Linked DNA regions of Mus musculus: region 2 is linked to region 1. The links are chromatin contacts, called in public promoter capture Hi-C maps. All regions are on one chromosome and are shown on one strand. The core of a region is the stretch at or near the end of the contact, and the rest is flanking DNA. Distances in the headings are between cores, read along the strand shown. Region 1 overlaps Lingo2 (leucine rich repeat and Ig domain containing 2). Region 2 holds the start of Lingo2 (leucine rich repeat and Ig domain containing 2).

Region 1 (5,567 bases), core at 32-2,531:
TCATGCCTGGTAGGCAGAATAACTACCTCAATTTTTCAAGGTGATTAAGCTGATTAAGTAAGAACGCTGTGATTCTTCATCCATTCATCTTCACTTAACCAGATGGAAAGGCCTTTTCCAGAGACAAACGAATCTGAGGCCTGAAACTCAATCCTCCATTTCTTCTTCTTGCCCACCCTAACCACAGCGGACCGCCTTCCCAGGGACCTTGACCTTTACTGTAACTGATTCAGATGCCCTCTTTTTTTCTGAGGTGTTCATTTCTTTTTAATTGAAACTGTTTGAGAGACTTTCTAGGAAAGGAGGATAGGACGCTAGCTTTTGAATGCCATTTAATCACTCCTTTCAATCAGTTCACATGTTTATTTATGAGAAATCGCTGTACCTGTTAAATGTTGAATTAAAGGGATTGGAGGGGAGACACTATTTGAAGGAAAAAAAAAAAAAAACTCAGAAAAAAGCCTTACCTGAAACATTTATGAACATCCATTGCAAACACTCTTAAAAACCGGTAAATTGCATTTTAATTATTTTTTAAATGTGCTGAGATTAGAGAGCATTTGGAAAGCAGTCATCTAGAATTGAGGAGGTACAAATTAATCACATGGTTACATTGAATATTGAAAAATTCAGGGATCCTTAATGGAGCAGTCATAATTTTCAAGCAACGTTAGAACTTCTTGGCACATGCTCCGGGCTGCTCAGAGCACATTTTCACAGCGAGGAAATGTTTACGCAGCAGCCTATTTCCTCCCATAGAAGCACAATGAAACCTCAAACACAATAAATCATTCCCCAGGAAGAGAGACTCAAATGCCACAAGTGCTTTGATTCACTCTGCTTCGGGAGTAGAATTTATAAATTGAAGAACTTTCAAATTCGCGAGAACACAGTACTCTGGAAATGAGAAAAGCAAGGCCAATTGGATCCTGGGATCTTATTTGTGTGTCGTTCTGCATTAGCCTTGGCAGCCAGTCACTGGCGTGACCAATAGGCTGCCAAAGTATGATGTATGCTACAGTTAACCTCATCTCCTAACCAGCAGGGGGCCCTCGGGGACATGCAGACTTCCGAAGGGTCTCCCAAGTGTCCCTGCACTGTCACTCCAGGATAAAAGTGAGATGAATGAAATTGAAAGTTGAAGTGCATTAATTCTGGCTCTCCGATTGCCACATCAAGAAGAAAATACAGGATTTCTACGCCACAGGCTGATTTCCCTTTCTTCCTGCTGTCAGTCATGTGGATTCGTCACTTTGAATAAGGAGCCATGCAGAGTGGTAGAATACAACGCCCTGAAATAGGACCCTTTGACACGTGGACTACTGGGGGTTAAAACGCACATGAGAAACAGCAGATGCAAGAAAGACATCCCAATCTTTTTCCCTGCCTGAAAACAGGAGATAAAACTCTCTCATGGAAGATCTCCTTTGCACAAGAGGAGTCTTTTGATGAGTAGTTCAAAGCTGAAAAAAAATTGTGTTCAAATAACTCTCATCTTCTGAGCGTTTGCTCATAATTTAGCTGCTTCTGCATCGTTTATTTTTCTTTGTGCAACTGCGGATGTAACAGCAACGGTAACTGGTTCTTTGAGTCTTTACTTCTTCTGGAGGACTCCTGCGCTGTGCAACACAACTCGTTCCTCCTTTTAATCTATCGTTCCCTATTCTCATGAACATATTTAGCTAGGAATGTAATTGTATGTGTTTGTTATCTTTTCCTAGGTCCTGTGCATGCATTTATTTATATTTTGTCATCTAATGCAACAGCAGAGTGACGTACAACTGCAGTAAGTCCACGCTGTCACTCTAGAGAAAGGCTGACCTTTTTTTCTTCTGCTAACGATTTCTGTTTTAAATATTTCTTATTTGCCTTCCTATGTACCTACATGTCCACTCTGTTTTTATCATTGTTTAATCAACCTTTTCAGGTTTGTATTAAATGAAATTTTCATTTTCCTGCACTAGAACACTCATTTTGCCATCTCTTGTTGTTTTGTTAGATGTATTTTTGTTTGGAAAAACAAAAAACCTATATTTCACATAGTGCATGTTGTTGGCTATTTTTCTTATAAAGTATATTCATTTACTTTGAAATTCTTTTTTAACATGTATTCTATTATTTTTTAATCAATTTCTTATGTGTTTTTTTTGTTGTTGTTGGTTTTGTTTGTTTGTTTGTTTGTTTTGTTTTGTTTTGATTTTTGACAGGGTTTCTCTGTGTAGCCCTGGCTGTCCTGGAACTCACTCTGTAGACCAGGCTGACCTCGAACTCAGAAATCCACCTGCCTCTGCCTCCCATGTGCTGGGATTAAAGGCATGCACCATCACTGCCCGGCTCCTATGTGACTTTTTACATCAATTCTACTACCTACCTCCAATTTGTTCCATGTTGCTCTAACTCCTTCTTTACTTACTGACCTTCAATTATTAGTTATAAATATTTCAGGTTTATTTTGAGAAGAAAATATAAGTTTATGTTTGTCTTGCTCTCATTTCTTCTGTATCCTTCCTCTCTCAGAGACTTATCAGTGCCTCCATTCTGCTTTCTGAATGAGTGCTAGACCCAGATTGTAGGGTTTGATTGTTTGTCTAATGGTCCTTAACTTAGCTTCAACCTGATATCTGTTTCTTTGTAAATCTGGACTATCTCAGTGTTTTATTCTTTCATAAACATGAATTCATTGTAGATGAATAAGGCAGTCTTCTGAGATCCATTCCATTCCACTTTTTGTCATTGTCCTCCTAAGCCCCACTCCCATCAGACCCAGAGCTTCCCTATTCTTGGTTTTCTAATGATCCCGTAGTGGTCAGTCTTTTAGGCAGATCATTTACAAAATTCTGTGTCAGAATTCACAGCCGCGTTCTGTTCTCCCTTTACTCTGAGCCCTTCCTCAACCAGAAAATACCAGCTTGAGAAGTCATTCCTCTGTTTATTTATCATTCCTTTTCTCTGAGCTATGACAGGCACTACCAGGAGGATGAGGAGAAGAGAGAAAGAGAGATACAGAGACAGACAGACAGACAGACAGACAGACAGAGACAGACAGAGAGAGGCAGAGAGACAGAGAGAGAGGAGGGATCATGGGAGAAGAGAAGGTCTTCCAGGAGACATCATGGACCAGTGGCTTGTGCCAGAGTGATATGCTGCCCCAGGAAACCAGACTGCTAATGCAGAAGTAAACCAGAAAGTTTCAAACAGCAAGTTTTGGGGGAGCACATCTGGCAATCAGAGATTTAGATTAAGGGTAATGTTCCAGTAATTGTGCAGAACCTAATAAATAAATAACATAAATCGAGCCCCACTCCTTTAAATTTAGATGAGGAAAAGATTAATAGATGTTCATGCACATTATTCCCTTTGTACATATGCATGCATGTGTAGATTTCTCTTTACCTATGCCTGATGAAGAGGAATAACACTTTCTGGTATCTTCCTTATAAATACTATCTACCTTCTTTGAGAAAGTATCTCTGCTTGGCCTGGATCTTGTATTGTAGACTAAATTGGCTGGTCAGGATCTTTTAGCCTCCACAGCACTAGAATTATAAGTGTATGCCACCATATGTACAATTTTACATGGGGTCTGGACATTGAGCCAAGGGTCCAGTGTTTATAGAGCATGTACTTTTCCAAAAGAGCCACCTTCCTCCTCCAGGTCTATGTATTCAAATTATTAACTATTCCTTTCTGAAGACTCGACAGTTCTCGCAGTTTAGTTCTAAATCAAAGGAGTAGTTATTGATGCTTCCTTATGTTTTTTTCTTTCCTTCAGGATGGCCAAATTAAGTCCATCTGGCATCCATCTGGCACCTACATAGACAATAAATTGATATTAAACAATATGATAACACATTCCTTCTATTGACACACTGGATTTGTGGAAAAGAATCCTATATGTAAGTTGAAACTAATAGAAGCCAACTTTTACCACTTATAAACATATATTTTTCTAATACAGATTCAATACTTGAGGAGACTGGGATAATAGCCACATTTTTCCCATATATTATTGTTTAACCTACATATCTCTTACTTCAGACAAAATTAAAGTTTTACATCTCACGTGTTAATACATAACATGTATCCATGATAGCGGTTTTTTTTTCTACATTTACAATTTGTGTCCACAGGCATAACTAGTCCATAGTTACTAACAATAACAATGCATTGTCCTTGCACAAAGATGGCAAACACGAATATCATCCAAAGTGGCACTTTCTAAAGCTTTAAAACCCTCCTAATCTACCCTTTAGTCATCAGCTAAGACGACGTCAAGTGAGGAATGGTGGCCCACGCCTTTATCCCAGCACTGTGTAGCAGAAGTAGAGGTAGCTCTCTAATTTGAGGCCAGTCTGGCCTACATGGTGGGTTCCAGAACAGTCAGGGCTTCACAGAAAGAACAAGTCACACACACACACACACACACACACACACACACACACACACACAAACCCACCAAAACAAAACAAAACAAAACAAAAACCCAAACAAACAAACAAAACCAAAAAAACAACCAAAAACCAAAAAAGCAACCAACTAATTAGTAAGTAAAAATTTAAAAATATAACAGATCAATTTTGAATACATTTATTTACAATTACCATTCTAGCTACTGGGTTTACTATTTTTTTGGAGATAAATAAGAATTTCAAAAGCACATTTGCTGTAAATGTTATTGGTTAGAAAAATGATGTAAGTATATAATACAAGGAATACTGTTAGTTTAAACACCTACTATTTTCTGATTTATAGGTCAAGAATATAAATGTACACAAAGAGAGAGACAAAGAGTAAATATGTAAATAGAAAATCACAGAATATATGTATACATAAAATTTCTAATCCTATTTCTCCTTTTAATTAGTTGCTCAGTCTTGTCGCTATTAAAAAATAACTCTGGACATCATTTCTTTCTTTTTTAAAATATGTTTACACTTGTCACAGAAGTTATTGCTTTAACATGATATGACTGAAGGTGGAGACATCCGTGAAAAGTGTTTCTTAACATAATGAAATGGAGGAAAGGGACATGGGGTAGGAAGGAACATGCAAAACGACCCTGTGAGACAAGGTGAGCTGAGACACAGAAGAGGAGGTAGCCCCGAAGCAAAATGCCTGTGAACTACACGTTTGGACCAGACAGCTCCAGATGTGTTTAATACTGCAAGGATAGTGATGGAGATGATGATGAAGATAACTCAGAATATTGTACTACAGTAATACATCAGGATGTACCATCTGCCATTCCATTTTGAGCAAATCATCCCTCAGGCAATAACTACACTTGCCAGGTTTCATACAACGTACAGTTTTGTCCAAATTAAAAAAAAAAAAAAGCACCTAAAATTGGAATGTCTTTGCCCCAGCAACAACAAAAAGAGAGTGTAATGTCTCCATAAATATGCTAATTTCCCACGTCCTATCAGTATAAACATAAAGGCCTGTACACAGGTTGACCCAATTAACATTGTGCTGTTGGTTCTTTCAAATACCAAATAATACTTTTCCCAGATGAATTGTATAAAAGGAGTGAAAGCTGCAGGCACCTCAGATTCGGGGTGGGGGTG
Region 2 (6,165 bases), core at 163-2,662, 660 kb after region 1:
AGAGCACAGCCTGGGTTCCGACTCGCCTCCCGAAGACGGGGCGCCCAGCTGGGTGGTGCGCCGGGACTCGGGCTCACGTCTCCCGCCCAGGCTGGGTTGGACCCCCTATGCCGCGCCGCCTCAGCCACCAGGCTCGCTCGTCGAGCAACCACTCCACCGCCCGGCGCCCCCACACCCACCGGCTCCGCCGCGCCCGCTGGGAGCCTCTAGCGGAGGCCAAGCGAACCGCAGTTTACCCGCGGAGCTTGTGCTCCGACGCCGGCTGCTGCAAGGGCAGACCCGGCCGCCCTGTGCACTTCCCGAGCTCTGCATCCCGCCAGCCTGCTCCATCCTCACCTGCCACTCAATTCTTGACAAGACCCGGGCCCACTGCTCCCTATCGCAAGGATGGGATAGGTGTGAGGAGCTAGAGAAACACCTTACCAGAACAGAAAATCAAAACAAAACAAGAGCCAAGCCCAGATGTAAATCAGCCTGGACAGAAGATCCAGTTCCAGATGCAGTTCCCAGTAGGTATCCAGAAGTGTGCAGAAAGGACACTCCCTTTTGCCGACCGGTTCTCAACCATCTGCACCGGCTGGTCTGGCTGGTCTTCCACTTACCAGCCGGGAGCCATTCACACGGGTTGTGCAGCTGCGTGACAACAGCCCAGGGGGTTCCATGTAACTTACCTTACCCCCGCCGCATCCCAGCATCTATTTTAAGTTATTCTCTCAGGAGATTCAAGCGGCTGGGTTGCGGTCTCTTACCTTGACATGTTGTTCATGCCCCTTCGTGTCCTTAAAATCCAAAGCCAAGGAGGATGAAGCTCACAGGAGTCTCCGGGCTTCTTTAGGCGTCCTCCTGCCTCAGCTCTGTCAGCTTTTCCTTTCAAAGGGGTCAGGAAGGGAATGTCGGTTCTAAAGCCCTGACAGTCTAGGTGTCTCCAAACCCTCACGCCTGTGGCGACTGATACAGGGACAACCTTGGATGGCCGTGGAAACCTTCCCTGTCCCTGCTCAGGCAACTTGGCTGCGGATCCAGTTTTCTTCCGTGACCCCACAGATGCGTCGGATAGCCAAGCTGGGTACGCCGTCAGGAGCCGGGGCTCCTCTCTGATTCTCGCCACCGCACCCCTCCCCCTGCTCCCGCCAAGTGGGAAGAAAACCTGCGCTCAGGCAGGTTCGGTGCAGAGCAGGTGCTGGCAGCAGAGCCACGCCGAGGATCGCGCTCCACCACCAAGGCGTCTTGGCTACAGCCCTTGCGCCCAAGCGTCTGCGCCAAGGAAACTTTGAGCGGAGGCCGGAAAGCCAAGGGATGGGTGGTGGAAGGCCCTGTGAGGTGGCTGAGGAGCTGGGAAGGAGAGACACCGGGCGGGCGGCGGGCTGCTGGGTCCCGGCGGCCACACTCAGCGCGCGGACTGCGCGCACACACGCCCGGCTTACACGCACCGCTCACACGCACACTCCCGCGCGCGCGCACCAACACGCACGCCCAGCCTCGCGATCGCGGCCCCAGGCCACAGGCGAGAGCCAGAAGAAAGCCTTCACCGGGGGTTCCCAGAATGGGTAGGCTGGCGACATCGTCCCTCCTCTACAGTTAAAGGAGTACTTTAGTCCGATTTGTCACCTCCCATCTCCCCGCCCTGTCTCGAGTCTCCACTTCTGGCTGTTTCCTGTGGTCAGCTCTTCTCCAGGTACCCTGAACGTGGAGAGAGCAGGACTTCAGACACTTTCCCATCACCACCCTTCCGGGGCACCAGAGCCCTTCTTCGGTGGAGTGTCTGCTACACCTTCCTAAGGAGAAAGGGGCTCCTTGACATCCTTTAAACCGAAGAGCCTGGGCATCATTTCTTGAACAGAATCTTGCGACATCCCCTTGTGCTCATTCCCGGTGTAACTTTGTCTCAAAGAGCTCCTGAAGTTCACTTACATGCTCTTGCAAAGAACTGCTCAGGGACTTGTGTTAGGCAGCTTTTGGATCAGGACTCATTTCAGGTTTTCTGCTTTTATTAAAAACTGGATGGTAGCAAGCGAAAGACTCAGCGGGAGAAAGGTGTGGGGATGGGGCAGCATGGAGATTCAGCCCATTTAGTTTCCCTTTCCAAAATTTTGGCAAGAGGTTGTGGAATATGTCTCCTGGTAGCTCCTACTGCACTTACTCAGTACTTAAGGCAGGGATGCCTGGTTACTGCACAAATGGGCCCGCTAAACCACAATGTGAAGAAATCAGAGATCCGCCAGAAGTCCCTGCAAAGAATCCACCCTCTGGAAGTTTGTCTTGCTTGGACTGGAGAGCAGGAAATCATTCCGGAAAAAAACGGAAACTTTTGCTACGATGGTTTCTTGATTGTTTTATTTTGTTCCTTTATTTGGAACCCTGATTTTTCTTTATATGCCGCGCTCGAGTTCACCAAAGCTTTGCTGCAATTATTCTGTTTCCCAAGTACTGGAAAGGCTGGGAGGCTGCAGGTTTCTCTTTCAATGTCTTTCCGAAATCTCTGTGGATAGAGACAGAAAACGAAAAGTGATACTGCATAGAGATGGCGCTAGGACCCTTTGCAGGAGGGACGTGCGCCACTCCCCCGCTGTTTCTACAAGAGCTTATTCTCTCAAGATCCAGGGTATTTTGAGTGGTCCTTTCCCAGTTGAGTTAGAAGCTGGCTGGCTGAGAATAAGAAAATACAGTATGTGAGCACTTGGAGGAGAAACTGTAGGTTGCAATAGTGGAAGGGAGGAGGATTTTGAGCAAAAGAAGAAACTTGTGTTGTTAGGAGCTGCGACCACGCTATTCATTGCCTGAGTAGCCAAGCATGTTAAGGTAAGGATGAAGTAACAACCATGCAGTATGCAGGGTCCGGTCGAGTGTCATTCTGAAAGCATGAGTGCAGTCTGAGTTTCTTGAGTGAGTCAGCGTGTTGAATCCTGTGTGAGACAACCAGGCAGAATCACTTCCTTACATTCTTCCTGAGTTTGGGGATGATGCGGAAACTGCCCCTTGGAAGGAATGAACCACAAGCTATTTGCTCTGCTGCTAAAGGAACAGCACCAACAGAGTCTGCATGTTTGAGTTCAGTGTTGACTTTCCTTGTGCAGTGAAGGGAAGAGCTAGAAGCTAACCCACCCAAGGAGGGAGTCTAGGTGAAGAAAGAGAGAAATCTGGAGCAATGCTAAGCAGTTGAAAATAAGAATACAACTGATTTCGGTTTGATATGCTAGGGTGTGTTTTGGGCACCTGCATTTCCAACAGTGTTTTAAGTGGGGAATGTTAAGCTGGTTTTGAACTTGGTGTTATCTATGAATTGTGTTCTGGTCATAGGTTTGGGACTTTTCTGAACTGTAATTGTTTTCTTTCTTTAATAAGTGACTGTTGTGGTTACTGAATTGGGGCTACGGGTTATAATGAACAGTTTTACGTAAGGCAATCCTTTCATTGTATAGCTCTTTCAATTAACAAAACTGGACGTGCATTGCAAAGATCAAATGATTCCTTTGTTGAGCATACAGCTCTTCAGAAAGGTTCTGGACTGAGGAGATCTTCCTGGCTACTGTTGACATGAAAGCTGTTACTAATGCCTCTTTTAAAAAGTAAAGTAGGTCATTTTCATGCATGCTAAGTGGATTGTTCCAAGGGTGCCACATAGTGCCCGCCCAAGACTCCAAGGAGAGGAGTATTTTTACTTGAGTTTGGGATTACAGGATGTGTGAGGAGCATCGATAATCACAGAGTAGAGTATTCTTGACAGGCAGTTAAGCACCTGCAGCCACTTGAAAAACTTGCATCTTTACTGCCTACCTGCAATAAACAGTCATTCATTCACCCCTCCCGTGAAAATAAAAGTTCTGCAATATGCTGGGTTGTTGAAAAACTAAGCACACCTGTTATTCTTTATGCAAAATGAAAGGAAATAAAAGCCACACCTTTTCTCTTCCCCATCAACTTTCACATTTCACTTTAATGGGAGAACAAACAAAGCCAATTTCTGGTTTAGAAGAGTTATACCATTTCTTCTATACTATTTTAAATATCTAAATATCTTTCTGCAGAATTGAGGAAAAGGGTTGAAACTTGAAAGCACCATCAGATCCTATAGACTCCAATGCCAGATTATAGCAACAGCATCCTTCCGGTGTGTGTGTGTTTCTTCACATTCTTTGAAAAGGGGAAATAGTGTTCTGCATAGATGGTGTGTCTGTTTCAATGTAGCCTGACTTGGAATTTTCATTCTTCAAGATTACTCTAGTGTTTAACTCCCCAGGAGCAAAACAGCTATCCAATTAAGATATGGCTTTGTTACATATTAAAAATGTTCCTTTATTAATATTTCCTACACCATGGTGTACAAGGAGAGCAAGGATGGTGGACTGTGTGTTATGATTTGGTTTCCTTGACACCTAGTAAAGAATTCCATGGAGAACAAACCTGGAGATAATGGAGTGACAAGTAACTGTTTTGCCATGTGATTTGTGTACATCAATTTAGTGATGCTCTGTGTTCTCAGATGACAGGAAAACTGATGCTTATGCAAATTTGTCAGAGGTAATGAAACTATTTTGTCATAAATAAGTACGCATGGAACCTATGCCCACTCTATTATGAAGTCTTTACTTTTAACTGTCTTGCTCATTTCTATCATTCAGGAACAAACATTTGTGGTTATTCAGAGTTAAAGGGGACCATTTTATTATATTTAAATTTAGACTATGGTGCTACAGGCAAAAGATGAATGCAGAATTAAATGGTATGATAATTTACAATAAGTTTCATTTTATGCAATTTTCTTGGTTCCTACTTGTCTTATAGGAATACTGAAAGAGGGGTGGGTGGGTATGGGGGACTTTTGGTATAGCATTGGAAATGTAAATGAGCTAAATACCTAATTAAAAATGGAAAAAAAAGAAAAAAAAGAAATACTGAAAGAGTTAACTTTTTCCTATTCCAGTTTAAAACATGACCATCATTTCTTGCCATTATTCCCCTCAGAATATGAAATGCTAAGGTGTCAACTGAAGAGATTAGGGCTCAGGTTACAATGTCTTTATCGTTATTCGTAACTTTTCATTGTTTATTTTCATCTTGTTATCCATGTGTAAAAATGTAGAATGGAATTCTATTTTGCATTTTCAGTATGTAAATAAATTATAAAAATGTGGCTATTATGATGATTCAGTGGTTAACTAAAGCCTCACAGAATTTGAGGCCCTCTTCTGGTATCCATGCATACCTGAAATCACTTGCTGATACACATGTACGTGCACACACACACAGAGAGACACACTTAAAATCAACAAATAATAAACCTTTTTTGATAGAAAATTCTAGAAATGTACTATTTGGTGTATATAGTTGAAAGCATTGTATTGTACCCTGACATTTTTATTGATGAAAAATCATTCTGTGCCCTGAAATTTTTACTGGAGATCAATCTCATGTAAAGTACTACTACCAAAGTATTTAAATGATAAAGTTTCAAAGATTAAAAGCACATATGGCATTGAATTTAAACTGACATGTCAACATTCCACAAAAAAATATAGTTGTCATTTTCAGTAGCACATATTGTGAACTATTCTTTAAACATGTATTGCCATAGGAACATTGCATTTCATTATATTTACACTACGGTGCTACAGGGAAAAGATGAAGATGTTGAGATATTTATTAATGACTCTGTAAAATATTTAGGTGAAAATAGACAGATGCAGAAAGGTGTTTTCTTCAAATCAAAATAAAACCTGTTGTGGCTGTAAAATAAGAGGACAAACAGTATGGAGGTGAGATGTTTCCTTAATTTGGGTATCTGTGGATGTTTTACCATATATATAAGTATGAGATAAATGCAAGATGTCCTACAGATATCTGTCTGTCTGTCTGACTATGTGTTACTATATATGTAAAACATCTTGTATTTATCTCACCTTCTTTCTTTAAGAAGATCTTGCATTTATTCCATTGTTTATAACCAAGGAAGTAGAATAATGACTGGAAGCTTTTCATTGTGGCTTATAATATATTTTCCTATTTATTCTTTTACTATACAATGTAATTTTGGGAGAAGTGAGGGAAATACTCAGGCTTGGGATACTATAACAAAATTTTATCCTTTAGGTTCCCATCAGAAAATTATTTCTCACAATTCTAAAAGCTAGACATCTAAGACCAGTGTTCTAGTTTTATGGCTGGTAA

The links. Promoter capture Hi-C pulls out the DNA fragments that hold promoters and counts their contacts.
Region 2: a promoter capture Hi-C map of hippocampal neurons shows a contact between it and region 1, with 6 times the contacts expected there. The contact joins the promoter of Lingo2 here to the enhancer-like site in region 1. A contact is called at or near these places in 1 of 39 promoter capture datasets (hippocampal neurons), 4 of 484 Hi-C or Micro-C datasets (cerebral cortex, forebrain, palatal mesenchyme and 1 more) and 2 of 115 datasets of contacts at active chromatin or transcription factors (embryonic forebrain and embryonic hindbrain).

Annotation. Positions count from the first base shown.
Region 1 is chr4:36,288,275-36,293,841 of GRCm38.p6, forward strand. All of the region lies in intron 3 of Lingo2 (leucine rich repeat and Ig domain containing 2), which reads right to left. Among named protein-coding and RNA genes, the nearest start is that of Mir876, 350 kb to the right of the region's middle. Within about 2 kb of position 1,282, at least 30 of the 459 cell types and tissues checked have an H3K27ac peak or open chromatin away from gene starts, as enhancers often do. A contact at or near this core is called in cerebral cortex, forebrain and hippocampal neurons, where this site is marked.
Region 2 is chr4:36,950,332-36,956,496 of GRCm38.p6, forward strand. Lingo2 (leucine rich repeat and Ig domain containing 2) reads right to left here and starts at 1,413. Exons shown (of 8, transcript NM_001165999.1): 1 at 750-1,413. Gm12371 (predicted gene 12371) reads left to right here and starts at 2,635. Exons shown (of 2, transcript NR_151511.1): 1 at 2,635-2,799.